Regions from separate parts of the Mus musculus genome. Here all the other regions are linked to region 1. Evidence: chromatin contacts called from public Hi-C, HiChIP or PLAC-seq and Micro-C data. All regions are on one chromosome and are shown on one strand. The core of a region is the stretch at or near the end of the contact, and the rest is flanking DNA. Distances in the headings are between cores, read along the strand shown. Region 1 holds the start of Ap3m2 (adaptor-related protein complex 3, mu 2 subunit). Region 2 holds the start of Slc25a15 (solute carrier family 25 (mitochondrial carrier ornithine transporter), member 15). Region 3 has its middle 20 kb from the start of Gm39140. Region 4 overlaps Ank1 (ankyrin 1, erythroid).

The links. Hi-C and Micro-C count contacts between places; a contact is called where the count stands out from the background. HiChIP or PLAC-seq counts read pairs in DNA pulled down with a chosen protein or histone mark.
Region 2: an H3K27ac HiChIP or PLAC-seq map of DN3 thymocytes shows a contact between it and region 1, with 4 times the contacts expected there. The contact joins the promoter of Slc25a15 here to the promoter of Ap3m2 in region 1. A contact is called at or near these places in 3 of 39 promoter capture datasets (cranial neural crest, neural stem cells and pre-B cells), 5 of 484 Hi-C or Micro-C datasets (CD4 T cells, embryonic stem cells, granulocyte-monocyte progenitors and 2 more), 5 of 115 datasets of contacts at active chromatin or transcription factors (the 230-238 cell line, DN3 thymocytes, double positive thymocytes and 2 more) and 2 of 9 other capture datasets (adipose tissue and liver).
Region 3: a contact with region 1 is called in a Hi-C map of embryonic stem cells, with 2.4 times the contacts expected there. The contact joins the enhancer-like site here to the promoter of Ap3m2 in region 1. A contact is called at or near these places in 10 of 39 promoter capture datasets (the C10 cell line, the HPC-7 cell line, cranial neural crest and 6 more), 14 of 484 Hi-C or Micro-C datasets (B cells, the C2C12 cell line, the HPC-7 cell line and 9 more), 8 of 115 datasets of contacts at active chromatin or transcription factors (the 230-238 cell line, bone marrow-derived macrophages, embryonic stem cells and 1 more) and 1 of 9 other capture datasets (adipose tissue).
Region 4: a contact with region 1 is called in a Micro-C map of muscle stem cells, with 8 times the contacts expected there. The contact joins the enhancer-like site here to the promoter of Ap3m2 in region 1. A contact is called at or near these places in 11 of 39 promoter capture datasets (the 3T3-L1 cell line, cranial neural crest, embryonic stem cells and 4 more), 30 of 484 Hi-C or Micro-C datasets (the G1E-ER4 cell line, the HL-1 cell line, brain and 12 more), 11 of 115 datasets of contacts at active chromatin or transcription factors (embryonic forebrain, embryonic hindbrain, embryonic stem cells and 4 more) and 1 of 9 other capture datasets (embryonic stem cells).

What each region holds. Positions count from the first base shown.
Region 1 is chr8:22,804,178-22,806,989 of GRCm38.p6, reverse strand. It overlaps Ap3m2 (adaptor-related protein complex 3, mu 2 subunit), which reads left to right and starts at 1,336. Exons shown (of 9, transcript NM_029505.3): 1 at 1,336-1,414.
Region 2 is chr8:22,397,159-22,399,970 of GRCm38.p6, reverse strand. It overlaps Slc25a15 (solute carrier family 25 (mitochondrial carrier ornithine transporter), member 15), which reads left to right and starts at 1,350. Exons shown (of 7, transcript NM_181325.4): 1 at 1,350-1,531. It overlaps 1810012K16Rik (RIKEN cDNA 1810012K16 gene), which reads right to left and starts at 1,250. Exons shown (of 3, transcript NR_045473.1): 1 at 988-1,250; 2 at 693-824; 3 at 380-526.
Region 3 is chr8:22,433,268-22,436,079 of GRCm38.p6, reverse strand. No RefSeq gene overlaps it. Among named protein-coding and RNA genes, the nearest start is that of Gm39140, 20 kb to the left of the region's middle. Within about 2 kb of position 1,464, at least 148 of the 459 cell types and tissues checked have an H3K27ac peak or open chromatin away from gene starts, as enhancers often do. A contact at or near this core is called in the HPC-7 cell line, embryonic stem cells, hippocampal neurons and 1 more, where this site is marked.
Region 4 is chr8:23,145,529-23,148,340 of GRCm38.p6, reverse strand. It overlaps Ank1 (ankyrin 1, erythroid), which reads right to left. Exons shown (of 44, transcript NM_001110783.3): 44 at 1-60. It overlaps Gm15816 (predicted gene 15816), which reads left to right. Exons shown (of 6, transcript NR_169137.1): 2 at 874-948. Among named protein-coding and RNA genes, the nearest start is that of Gm15816, 2.8 kb to the left of the region's middle. Within about 2 kb of position 1,375, at least 4 of the 459 cell types and tissues checked have an H3K27ac peak or open chromatin away from gene starts, as enhancers often do. A contact at or near this core is called in muscle stem cells, where this site is marked.

The sequences.
Region 1 (2,812 bases), core at 87-2,586:
GGACCAATCTCTTTTCTTCCTCCGGAAATCTTCTCATTTGATGACTATTTCTTCTGTAATTTCAAACGGGACGTATGAGGCAATGTCACAAATCGTTCTTTTTTTTTTTTTTAAGCTTTGAAATTATTTTTAAAATTTCTTCTCACACCCCTCCCCCGCGCGCGCCCGGCCCCGGGTGAGTAGCGACCAGGTGGGCAGCACAAGCCTTTAATCCCAGCACTCCGGAGGCGGGAGGCAGAGGGAAACAGTTCAAAGCTGTCCCGATCTGGAGACTTCCCGGCCAGCCAGAATTGTTCAGCGAAACTGTCTCAAGTAACAAAACGAAAGGGAAAATAAACACACACACACACACACACCCGTTTTTGCATGTATGAGGTACGCGTTTGCATTTGTGCATGGAAACACTTGTAGGAGTCAGAATATCACTCCTCACCTTCCATCTGATTTGAGGTAGGGCCTCTTGTTTTTAGGTACTGCCAGAGACCTTTCGGAGACTCATCTAGATTGGCACGACCGTCATCACCGCAGTTTGTCATTTCATCTTACAGTGTGCCCAGCAGTTTTTGCAACCCCCTTCACACTTCATCTTACCGAATGCCTCATTTTAATCTAACTGAAGATAAAATTTCCATCGGATCTCTGCTTCACACTTTCCCGAGTCACAGTAACCTGTGATCTCTTTAAATTTAAGGTGGTTTCAAAGACCTGCCCCAACACCTTCATTATCGGATCTGGGAACTGAGAGTCTGGAAGGAGAAGTCAGTCTTATCTGTCTGTCTGTCACTCTTTCTCTGCCTTGCTCCCCCCTCCCCACTACGTCTCTACTTTTCTCCCTTCCTTTCCTCTCTTGTCTTCTCCCCTCCCCTCCTTTCCTCTATTCTTCCCGGTTCTTTCCCGCTGGCTTGGAACTCCCTGTGTAGACAACAAGGTTGGCCTCGAACTCACTGAGATACTTCTGCTTGTCTCCTGAGTGCTGGGATTAAAGACCTGCGCCACAGGCCCGGCAAGCAGTCGCTTTTTAAGTGCACCTGTGTAATGGAGGTTAGTTATGATTGGTTATCTGTGATGCATTAAATTAGAAGCATCCCGGGAATCATTTTACCTTTCCGGTCACTTTCTAGCTCCCCGGAGGCCCTTTGTGACTGGATGACCGACTGTCTTCATCCTCCAATCGGGGCTTGGAGTCTCAGAGCTACACCAATTGAAGGTTACCGGACCTTCAATAAAGACCAATCGGATGCTAGAGCCTAGCAAGCGAACGGCGATCAATCAGAGCGCAGGAGCGGCAGCCGGGGAGCGGCTGGCCAATCAACGTGAGAGCGGTGAGGAGGGGGCGGAGCCTTCGTGCAAGGAGCACTGCGCAGCGCGACTGCGCTGCGGAGCCGGAACGGAGCCTGAGACCTGGTCGAAGCTGGTAGGGTTGGGCTGGGCGCGCGCGGATGGGAAGGGCTGCGTTGGGCGTCGCCTGGGAGAGAGGTACGGGAAGAGTCCCGGGCTACAAATGCCGTTGCCATGGCAACGCAGGTGCACAGTTCTGGGACCAGGGTCCCTGCTTCTGGACAGTTTTCAGGCTGGAGCCCCAAGGCCCATAGGGCCTCCAATACCCTAGGCTTGCAGGCTGCTGGGCTGCAACCTCTCGATGGCTGTCTTGGCAGCCGACGATCTGGACTCTCTCCTGGGGCACTAGGAAAACAGGTCTTAGCAATGTGACCAGTTGTGCTAGCTCAAGTCAGTTCGCTTCTAGGCCACCCCTGGGTGCAGCAAAGCTGCCTCATCCTGGAGATGTCACTGTAGACAAACTAGGGTGTCTCCAGAGATTTTTTTTTTAAGCATCCAGCGGAATGCTTTGTGCACAAATAATTCAGAGAATAGGTCCTTAGTGAATGAGTAAAGATCACAGTGGCAAAGATTCCAGGGGCTGGCTCTGCTCAGGAGAAGTAGAAAGCACATCACATATGCTGTTTCGAATAGGAATCGTGGTAAGCTAACGATAAGTTAAATTTTAATATATTTCATTTGACCCAAACATATTACCAGTATTAAATAAGTGGTAAGATATTTAAAATTGAGTCTTTTTTCCCAACCGAAGCTGTCCAGTCTCTAATCTTACAGTATATGTCAGTACTATCGGCCTCTTTTCAAATGCCCACTACCCATTTAAATAGTGCCTAACATCTTTGTTTATTTCATCTAGATTTTTTTTGTTTTGTTTTGTTTTGTTTGTTTTTTTGAGACAGGATCATGTTATGTAACCCAGGCTAGTCTCAAACTTGTGATCCTCCTGTCTTAGCTCCCAAGTGCCTGGCAAAGTCGGATTTAAAAGAAAATTAAGTATATTTATGTGCACCCATGTGAACAACAGGTTGTCACTTCTCTTCTCTCATGTTATGAGTCCCAATGAAATTGAATCCCATTGTTTGGATCGTTAGCAAGCCTCACCTGCTGAGCCATCTCACAAGCCTGAAACTAGTGTTTTAAGTGGATCTAACTCGGGCAATAATAACAGAGAACTGAAAATCTACAACAGACAAACAAATTGGCTGCTAGTTATTATTGGGAATTCAAGGGAAGAATCCTTAGGGCTCATGTAATAGTAGCAGGTATGTCTGGCCGGTGGCCTGCAGGCCACATGTGGCCCAGGACAGCTAGGAACGTTGCCCAACACAAAACGGTAAACTTCCTTAAGTCATGGGGACATTTGCTTTCCCATCTCGTTTTGTGACTTGTATGCTTCCTGAGGGTGTTTTTGTGGATGACAGTGTCGTGTTGGCAGTATCAAAAAGTTGAATGCACCAATGGGAAGAGGACTTGG
Region 2 (2,812 bases), core at 101-2,600, 410 kb after region 1:
AGGCTCATAGGGAGGCTGAAGCGGAGTGGGAAGCTGGTGGTGTAGGGGTCACATGACCCTGAGACTCTTCCAATTGAATAGGGCTAGAGTTAAAGATAGTTTTATCACTCCTGTGAACCACAGTTTTCTTAAGTATTCCCTGCTCCTTTTGATTTTATGATTCTTTTTTAAAGATTTATTTTATTTATGTGTAGTGTGTGTGTGTGTGTGTGTGTGTGTGTGTGTGTACCCCTGAAGGAACCTGCAGATGCTTACAGAAGCCAGACGGGGGAGCTGGATACACACCAGCGCTGGACTTGGGCGCTACCAGATGTGGGCTAAGAACTGAATTTTAGTTTCGTTCTGTTGCAGCAATGAAACACTGTTGCCTAAACTGCAGCTTGGAAAAGGTTTATTTGGCATTCTCTTCCAGATTGACGGAAGGCAGGAAGTCAAGGCAGAAGCCATGTAGGAATACAGATTACCGACTCACTTTCTTGGTTGATCTCTGGACGATGCTTTTTTCCCCCCTCCAATCCAGGACTTCCTGCCAGAGGAATGACACCACCCATAGTGGGCTGGGCTCTCCAGCATCAATTACTGATCAAGACATTGCTGCTACGGACCTTTCCATCCTCAGACTGACTGGATTTAGGCAATCCCTCTACTGATTCTAGGCTGAGTCAAGTTGATAAGTATCAAAGGTTCTTTACCTCTGCGCCCTCACTCCAGCGTCACTTTGAGCTTCTAATTAAAGCCTCAGGAATATATCGCTGGGAACTATAAAACCTGCAGCGGCAGCTTATATTGTTGTCTTTTCCATAATGTTCCTGGGAATGGATTTCCTTAGGGGAGAAAGAATGAAACCTAAAGCGACACAAAATAGACAATCAGACAAGCAACTAAAACCTAGGGATGTAGCTCTGTTGGCAGAGCGCTTGCCTAGCATGCAGGAAGCCCCACGTTTCATCCCAGCCACCTCACAAATCCAAGCCTGGTGGAACAAACCTGAAATTCCTTCTCTTGGAAGGGGGAGGTAGGAAGATCAGGAAGTTCCTGACCACCCTCAGCCATATAGCAAGTTAAGCCTGGGCTATGCGAGACCCTGTCTGTAGACAAATAAACAGATGATTTAAAAAGCTGCCCATAAGGGAACTTATAGTTCACCACTACCATTCTAGTACTTTCCATTTACTGTTAAAGCCACAGCCTCCTGGGGCTGGATAACGCTGGGAGACCTCAAGGTGAGTCCTCCCGGAGGCTGCCAGCTCGGCAGTCAGCGAGGAGAGCAGATTTCCGTTTCCTTGGCCAGCCTTCGGGAGGGAGGGGCGGAGGGGGCCTCGCGTGGGGGAGGGCCGGTAGGGCGGGACTTCGAGAGGGCGGGCCCTCAGGAGGGCGTGGCCTCCGGAGGGAGGGCTGGTGGAGGGGGTCTCAGGAGGGAGGGCCCGAGGGCCGGACCCACAGGGCGACCTTAAAAATTGCCCGGGGGCCCGCGGCCGCCAGCGGAGCGCGCGGGCGGCAGAGGGCGAGCCGGACACAGCCAGGCGCGGCGGTGAGGCTGCGGGAGCGGGCGGGAGCGAGCGAGTGGGCGACCGGCCCGGCTGGGGAACGCGGCTGACAGTCCCCGCCCTGCCGCACACGTGCCGCGGCTCCGGGCGCGCGCACCGGGCTCGCTGCGGGGTCCCGGGAGACGCGGAGGTTCGGGCGGGCGGGCGCGGTGGCCAGTGTGCGCGCGCTGCGCGGAGCAGAGCAGAATCCGGGTCAGGCCGGGTGAAGCGCTCCGCAGCTGCGGCAGTAGTTGGCACCCCGGTTGTCCCGGGCTGGGCCCGAGGGGTTCGATTGATGGTGGTGGCAGGCAGGCGGCCTTCTGCAGCCCAGCTGCAGCTCCAGCTGCAGCTCCAGACGGGTCCCTCCTTAGCGAAAGGCAGCCTCACCTGCGCTGAGCACCCGGGAAGTTCTTTCTGGCACCCTAGGAACCAGTGGTTGTGTCGGCGGCGTTGTTTCTGGGACTGCTGGGTAGTTTGAAGGAAGAGGGTGAGACGCTCAAAGGATTCGGGGTTTCTACTCCAAATGGTACAGCAGGCTCCTAAATTAGTTTAAATCCGCGCAGACCGGTCTGGTTTTTGCAGGTCCTGCATATCCCCCAAGCCACAGGTGATACTCAGGTCCTTGTGCATTCTTTCTGGGTTCATCTGTTAGTAGCGTTTCTGTCTTCTATAATTTGACAGATACCCCTGAGAAGGGGGCTAAGTGTTAAGAGTACTTTCCTGGTATGCAGGAAGTTAGGTTTAATTCCCAGCACGGGAAAGCACTTAAAAAAATATATCTTTTTAAAATTGTAATTAACATCATTTCCTCCCTTCCCTTTTCTACGCCTAACCCCTTCGGTGTAACCATATCCCCTACCCCCTTTCAAATTCATGGCCTCTTTTTCTCAGGACATATAATGCTACTTGTCTCTATATGGTGGATAACCAACTGGGGACTGTACTCTGGGGAAGACTATGCCCCCATTCCCAGCTTTCCTTACTCGTTTGTAGTTCTTTGTCAAGGGTTGAGACCCCCTCCCCCGAGATTTCCTTATCCATGTTAGTGTGTCTATTGCTTTCATCCTCATGTAGGTCTTGTCCCCAAGTTGATGCGACTTCATGGCCTTTCTAACATTTCTAGGAGACTCAAGTTCACAGCAAACTTACTGTCCCTTTGGCTCTTGGAGGGGGGGGGGGGATTAAAGGTTAATTCTGCACATATTATTTCTCTAGGACTTGAAATGTTTTCATTTGGTGTATGTGAAAGGGTTGGATTTATAGTGACTGCCTAATTAGATACACTT
Region 3 (2,812 bases), core at 215-2,714, 370 kb after region 1:
TGTGTGTGTCCGTCCATACCTTATGCACACACCCATACCTCTGATTTAGGGGTATAAATGGATTATGAAGCATAAATAAAGACCTAGGTATGACCAAATCATGCAGACAGCTCAGCGTTGGTGAGATGCCATCCGTGCCAGGGTGGGCTTTGGTGATGTCCCTGTCTTTGAGTCACTTCTGCTCCTGCAAGTAACCCCTCACCTATATCCCTGGAAATAACCCAAACACAACTCATAAGTTTACCAAGTTGGACGTTGACAGTATCTGTACGTTGGTCTGTCATGGGCTCCCAATCTACTCCCAGTGGGTGAGTAGATGGGTGTGTTGTATCTCTCTGGGGACAATCTTGTCACATAACAGGAGTAGCAGAGTCACACACACGTATTCCCATGATCTATTACAGACAGGTGTTTTTGTGGAGAGTCACGAACTTGTATTTCTTCTATCAGGTAGTTCTGTATATGCTGGTGCACACACATGCATTTCCTATCCCTGTCATAACTGGAAAGCTGTGTGTAGTAGTTTTTCTCATACACATCTTCCCTAGATCTGTTGTAATTAGGGTTATATGTATAGACACACACACACACACACACACACACACACACACACACACACACAAACACACTATATATATATATATATATGTATATATATATATATATATATATATATCCCTGTTATAGTTAGATGTGGTGATTTAAATGAAAAGGCCTTCATAAGCTCATATATTTGAGTATTTGGTTCCCAATTAGTGAACACCTTTGGGAACCATTAGGAGGTGTGGCCTTGTTGGAGGAGGTGTGTCCTTGGGGCTGGGGGCTTTGAGGTTCAAAAAAAAAAAAAAAAAAGCCCACACCAGGTCCAGTCTCCCTCTCTTTCACAAACTCCACCATACCTAGGCCTAGGACTCCATGGGGTGGTGTTGGGACATAGAATACATGTGAATAGGCATGCCCAGGTTACCACATAGCAGCTCTGGGAAATGGAAGGCATGCAAACAGGCATGACCAAGCTTGCCTCCTGGTGTCAGTGGGACAGGGACTGAGTCCAAAGAGGTTGAACCAGGTTGCCATGGGCACTGCTGGGACACCATACATGTGAGACTAGGAGAGATCATGCTACCACATGGTGGCTCTGGGTCACAGCAGAACTGTGAACTATGTGGCCGGGCCACCACTTGGAGGTCCTGGGACACGGCAAGCATGTGGACATGTTCAGACATGTACCATTGCTCAGACATGGTGAGCATGCAAACAGGCATGCCCAGGCTGTCGTGTGGTGGTGGTCGGACTTGGCAAGTGTGCCAACAGGTGTGCTCAGGCTAGGAGGCAGTAGCACTGGAACATAGCAGGCACGGCAGCAGGTGTGAACCAATGTTCCCAGACAAATAAAGGCATGCCCAGGCTCCTAAGTGTTGGTGCTGGGACAGGTTTGCAGGCAAACAGGCAATACTCCACCAAGTGGCAAATCTGGGACATGGCAGGCATTTAGTAAATGTCTCTGACAAGTCTGCCACATGGCAGCCCTGGGATGTGATAGGCCACCATGTGGCAGCCGCCCAGACCACTAGGTAGCAATGCGGGGGACATGGTATGTGTGTGAACAGGAGAGCTCAGGATGTCACGCAATGGCGTAGAGACACAGAATGTATATACCCTACAGCTGCCTAGAGATGTGGCAGGTGAGAATAGGCATGCCTGGCCACCACTTGGCAGCACTGGCATATGGTAGGTGTGCAAATGCATGTGTCCAAGCCACTCCACAATGGTGCTGGGATATGGTGCAGATGTGTCCTGGCTGCTGGCTGGCAAGGCTAAGACATAGTAGGTGTGCTAGCAGGTATGATCTGGCTAGTGATTTGAGGCTCTGGGACACAATATATGTGCAGACAGGTGAGCATGGGCTCATGTGTTGGCACTGGAACATAGCAGGCATGTGAACGGGCATGTCCAGGCAGTGCTGGAACATGACATACATATGAACTGGCATGCCCAGGCAGTGCTGGAACATGACATACATATGAACTGGCATGCTCAGGCAGTGCTGGAACATAACATACATATGAACTGGCATGCCCAGGCAGTGCTGGAACATAACATACATATGAACTGGCATGCCCAGGCAGTGCTGAAACATGACATACATATGAACTGGCATGCCCAGGCAGTGCTGGAACATGATATACATATGAACTACCATGTCCAAGCAGCCATGTGAAAAGGTGTGCCAAGTCTGCCACATGGAGGTCCTGGAACATGGTAAGCAGGCAAAGAAGTGTGCACAAACCATAACTTGGCAGCCCCGGGACATAGTAGGTGTGTGAATCGGTAGGTATTCTCAGGCAGTCACATGCTGGTACTAGGACACAGAAATCATGCAAACTGGTGTGCCCTGGCAGCTATGTGTCATGGCTGGGACACGGCATGCATACAAGCAGGCACACCCAAGCCACTGCTTGGCAGTGCTTGAACACAGTTGCATGCACACAGGTGAAACCAGCCTGCATTGTGGTGGTGTTGGGATATGGTACATATGTGAACAGGCATGTCCAGGCTGCCATGTAGTGGCCCTGGGACACAGCAAGCATCTGATACCCCTGGGCATTTAACTGTCATGCCCAGGAGATGACATAATGGTGGTGTGACCTGGCAAGTGTGTAAGCAGGCTTGCTGAAGCCACCACATGGTGGCACTAGGGCATGGTAAGCAAATGAATAGATGTGCCCAGGCCACCATGAGGTGGTGCTTGGATAAGGCACGTCTGTTATCATAACCCCACCACCAACGCCCCTCAGTTAACCAAGCTCAG
Region 4 (2,812 bases), core at 126-2,625, 340 kb before region 1:
CTCTTCCCGTGTGCATGACAGAGTGTGTGGAGTTCAGGGTTTGGGTGTTGAGGTGTGATCCTGCAGGGCACAGAAAGAAGGAGTCACTCGGGAGCTCTGTGCTTCCGTCCAGGGCAAGCCACCAGGAGAAGTAGTGTCCCCAAGCAAAGCAGTAAGCTGAGACTGCAGTAGCAGAGGCTAGCCCAGAATACCACCCACCCATCTTTGATGTCTACCCAGATGTTTCAGCTCACTAGCTGCCCCGCCTCCACTGTTTAATGTAGAGAAGATGAGCTCTCAGCAGCCTTCCATAGGGGATAGGGAAGGTACTGTGTTGCCAGGAGGCTGGAAGGGGGAGGGGATCTTCAGAGAAGAATCTTCTGCTTAGAAAGTGGCTTTTGTTTTTTCCTGTGACAGACCCTATGCTGGGAAAAAGGCGAGGCTAGGCAGACATGCCCTGATGCTCTCAGTTCAGGTGGGCCTACAGCACAGATGTCTGCTCTGTGCCCACCCTGGACAAGATCGCTGGTCTCAGGAAGTCATGACCTTGAATTCCATAGACTCTTACTGTCAACTATCCCTGGCTCCCGTTTTTGCATGCCTAGTGGTGGGCTAATTCTGTGATGAAGAGAAGGAAGGTGCATCCTCTCTGGAATAGTACATCTTAAACTGGGAAGCAGCAGCTTTGCATGTGAAGGCCAAACCTGACAGCCCGGGATTCTCAGCAAGACATCATTCTGCTCCTATAGCCCCTATAGACTGCTGTGAGGCCGGCCTCCTTCCTCTTTCCTTAAAAAATCTCTCTGTGTCTGTCTGTCTGTGTCTCTGTGTCTCTTTCTGTGTCCCTCTGTCTCTCTCTGTGTCTCTGTCTCTCTCTCCCTCTCTCTGTGACAGAGTCTTGTTATGCAGCTCAGGCTAGCCTGAAACTTACAACCTCCTGACTCTGCGTCCCAGGTGCTGGGATTTCAGGTATGTACCATCACACACAAATAACTTCATATCATCCAGCAAACACCAACGATTCTATCAATAGGCACCTAGGAGCTGGTGGAGAAGAAAAGGGCATTCCTTTATTTTTGTGTGTTTTGGGTTTGTGTGTGTGTGTGTGTGTGTGTGTGTGTGTGTGTTTTGTTTTTTTGTTTTTGAGACAGGGACTCATCTTTAATCCAGTCTGGCCCAGAACTCATTGCCTATCACAGATTGGCTCTGACTTCATGGCAATCCTCCAGTCTCAGCATCCTGAGTGATGGGGTGACAGATGTGATCTACCATGCCTGGCTGGGAAGGCCACTGAGATGAAGAGAGTTGACGGTGCTCTGGGAAGAGGCGTAAAGGTTGGAAGTCATTCTGAGGCAGAGCTGTTCCCAGGCATAGAGCTGTCCCAAGCTCTACAGGTGACAGAGCCGTGGGTATATTGAGCACAACCAACATGACTCATCTCCATGGTTCCCTCGGGGGTATGTGGGGGACAATGCCAAATGTTTTGCCTGCAGCTGTGAAGATTAAAAGTCAGGCATTCTTGCTGGGCAGAAGAGAGCTGCCATTTGAGAGATGAGATTCTGCCCTTCCTAGGCTACCTTCTCCTCTAGTCCTATTGCTAGGCTGTGTGCTCATATGCCCCCTCCCCAACGCTGCCATCTTCTCTCCTCAACTTCTGTTCCTGCCTCAGACTTGCCCTTCACTTCAGGCTGTCCTTTCCCACGACTACCCATTGGCTAAGAGACACATAAGGGGCAGAGGGGTCAAGAGCAGGAATTCTGAAGCTAGACTGTTCAGGTTCGAACCCTGCTTCTGTCTTTACTGGCTGCCTAGCTTTGGTCAAACGTACTCGGCTGCTCTTCAGCTCTGTTTGCCCTGCTTGTGAGATGGGGCCGCAGTAGGACCCATCACTGTGATGTGTGCATGTGCTGAGACGGGTCCGTGGAGGACGGAGGGGTCAGGGAGCATCCAGGGAGCATGCTGGACTTAACTTGTGAGTATCTGGCTCTTGGAAAGTGCTGCACCTAACTTGTTGTTTATTTATTTTTCTAACCAGCTTCGCAGTTGCTCTGGCTGGATTATGAGCACTGGAGGGTGGGGGCCCCTTCTCCAAATTCCCTACAGTGCCTACCCCAGAATTAAGCATTCCTCAGAGAGACAACATGAAAGCCGAGATTCTAGATACACAGGCTGAGTTCCCACCTGCTTACGGCCAGGTCCTTGAGAGGGCTCAAGCTTCAGAGATCACTCCGGAGTAAGCACCCCCTCCCCCCCTTTTTAGAGGTGAGTGGTAGGCTAAGACCTAAGTGGAACAGACACAGGTCCAGCTGGAGCAGCTGGTGGCGCAGGGGTGGAGTAACACGAGCCTTCAGGCTACAGCCAGGATTTCTCCATGCCATCAGTGCCACCGGGCCTCCTCCCTAAGCCACTCTCTGAAAAAGGCCAGTCCTCTCAAAGCTTAGGAGATGACACCCCAAAGTGCTCAGAGCCCCTTCGCCTTCGCAGCCAGGATCCTCGTTTTCTCCCCATGCTCGGGCACCTGCCCCCACATCTATGCCCGTGGCTCTCACCAGTGACCCTTCGCTTCCTACTCTGATGTCCTCCTTCAAGTGGCTGCATAGGATAACTGATTCTAGCTTAAAACAAAGCGAAACAAAACATGCCTTCCTACTTCCTCCCACTGAAACGCTAGATTTTTCAGAACAGTCTATCGTCAGAACTAATGGAAGTCTCTGAAGCACACTGTTTGTGTGGAAAGTGTTCTCTAAAAGGAAAACAGACTTTCAACATGCATATAATCACAGGGCTCCTCCTTCCTCAGCTCCTGGGAGAGTCCTGGAGGGAACAGCCATGC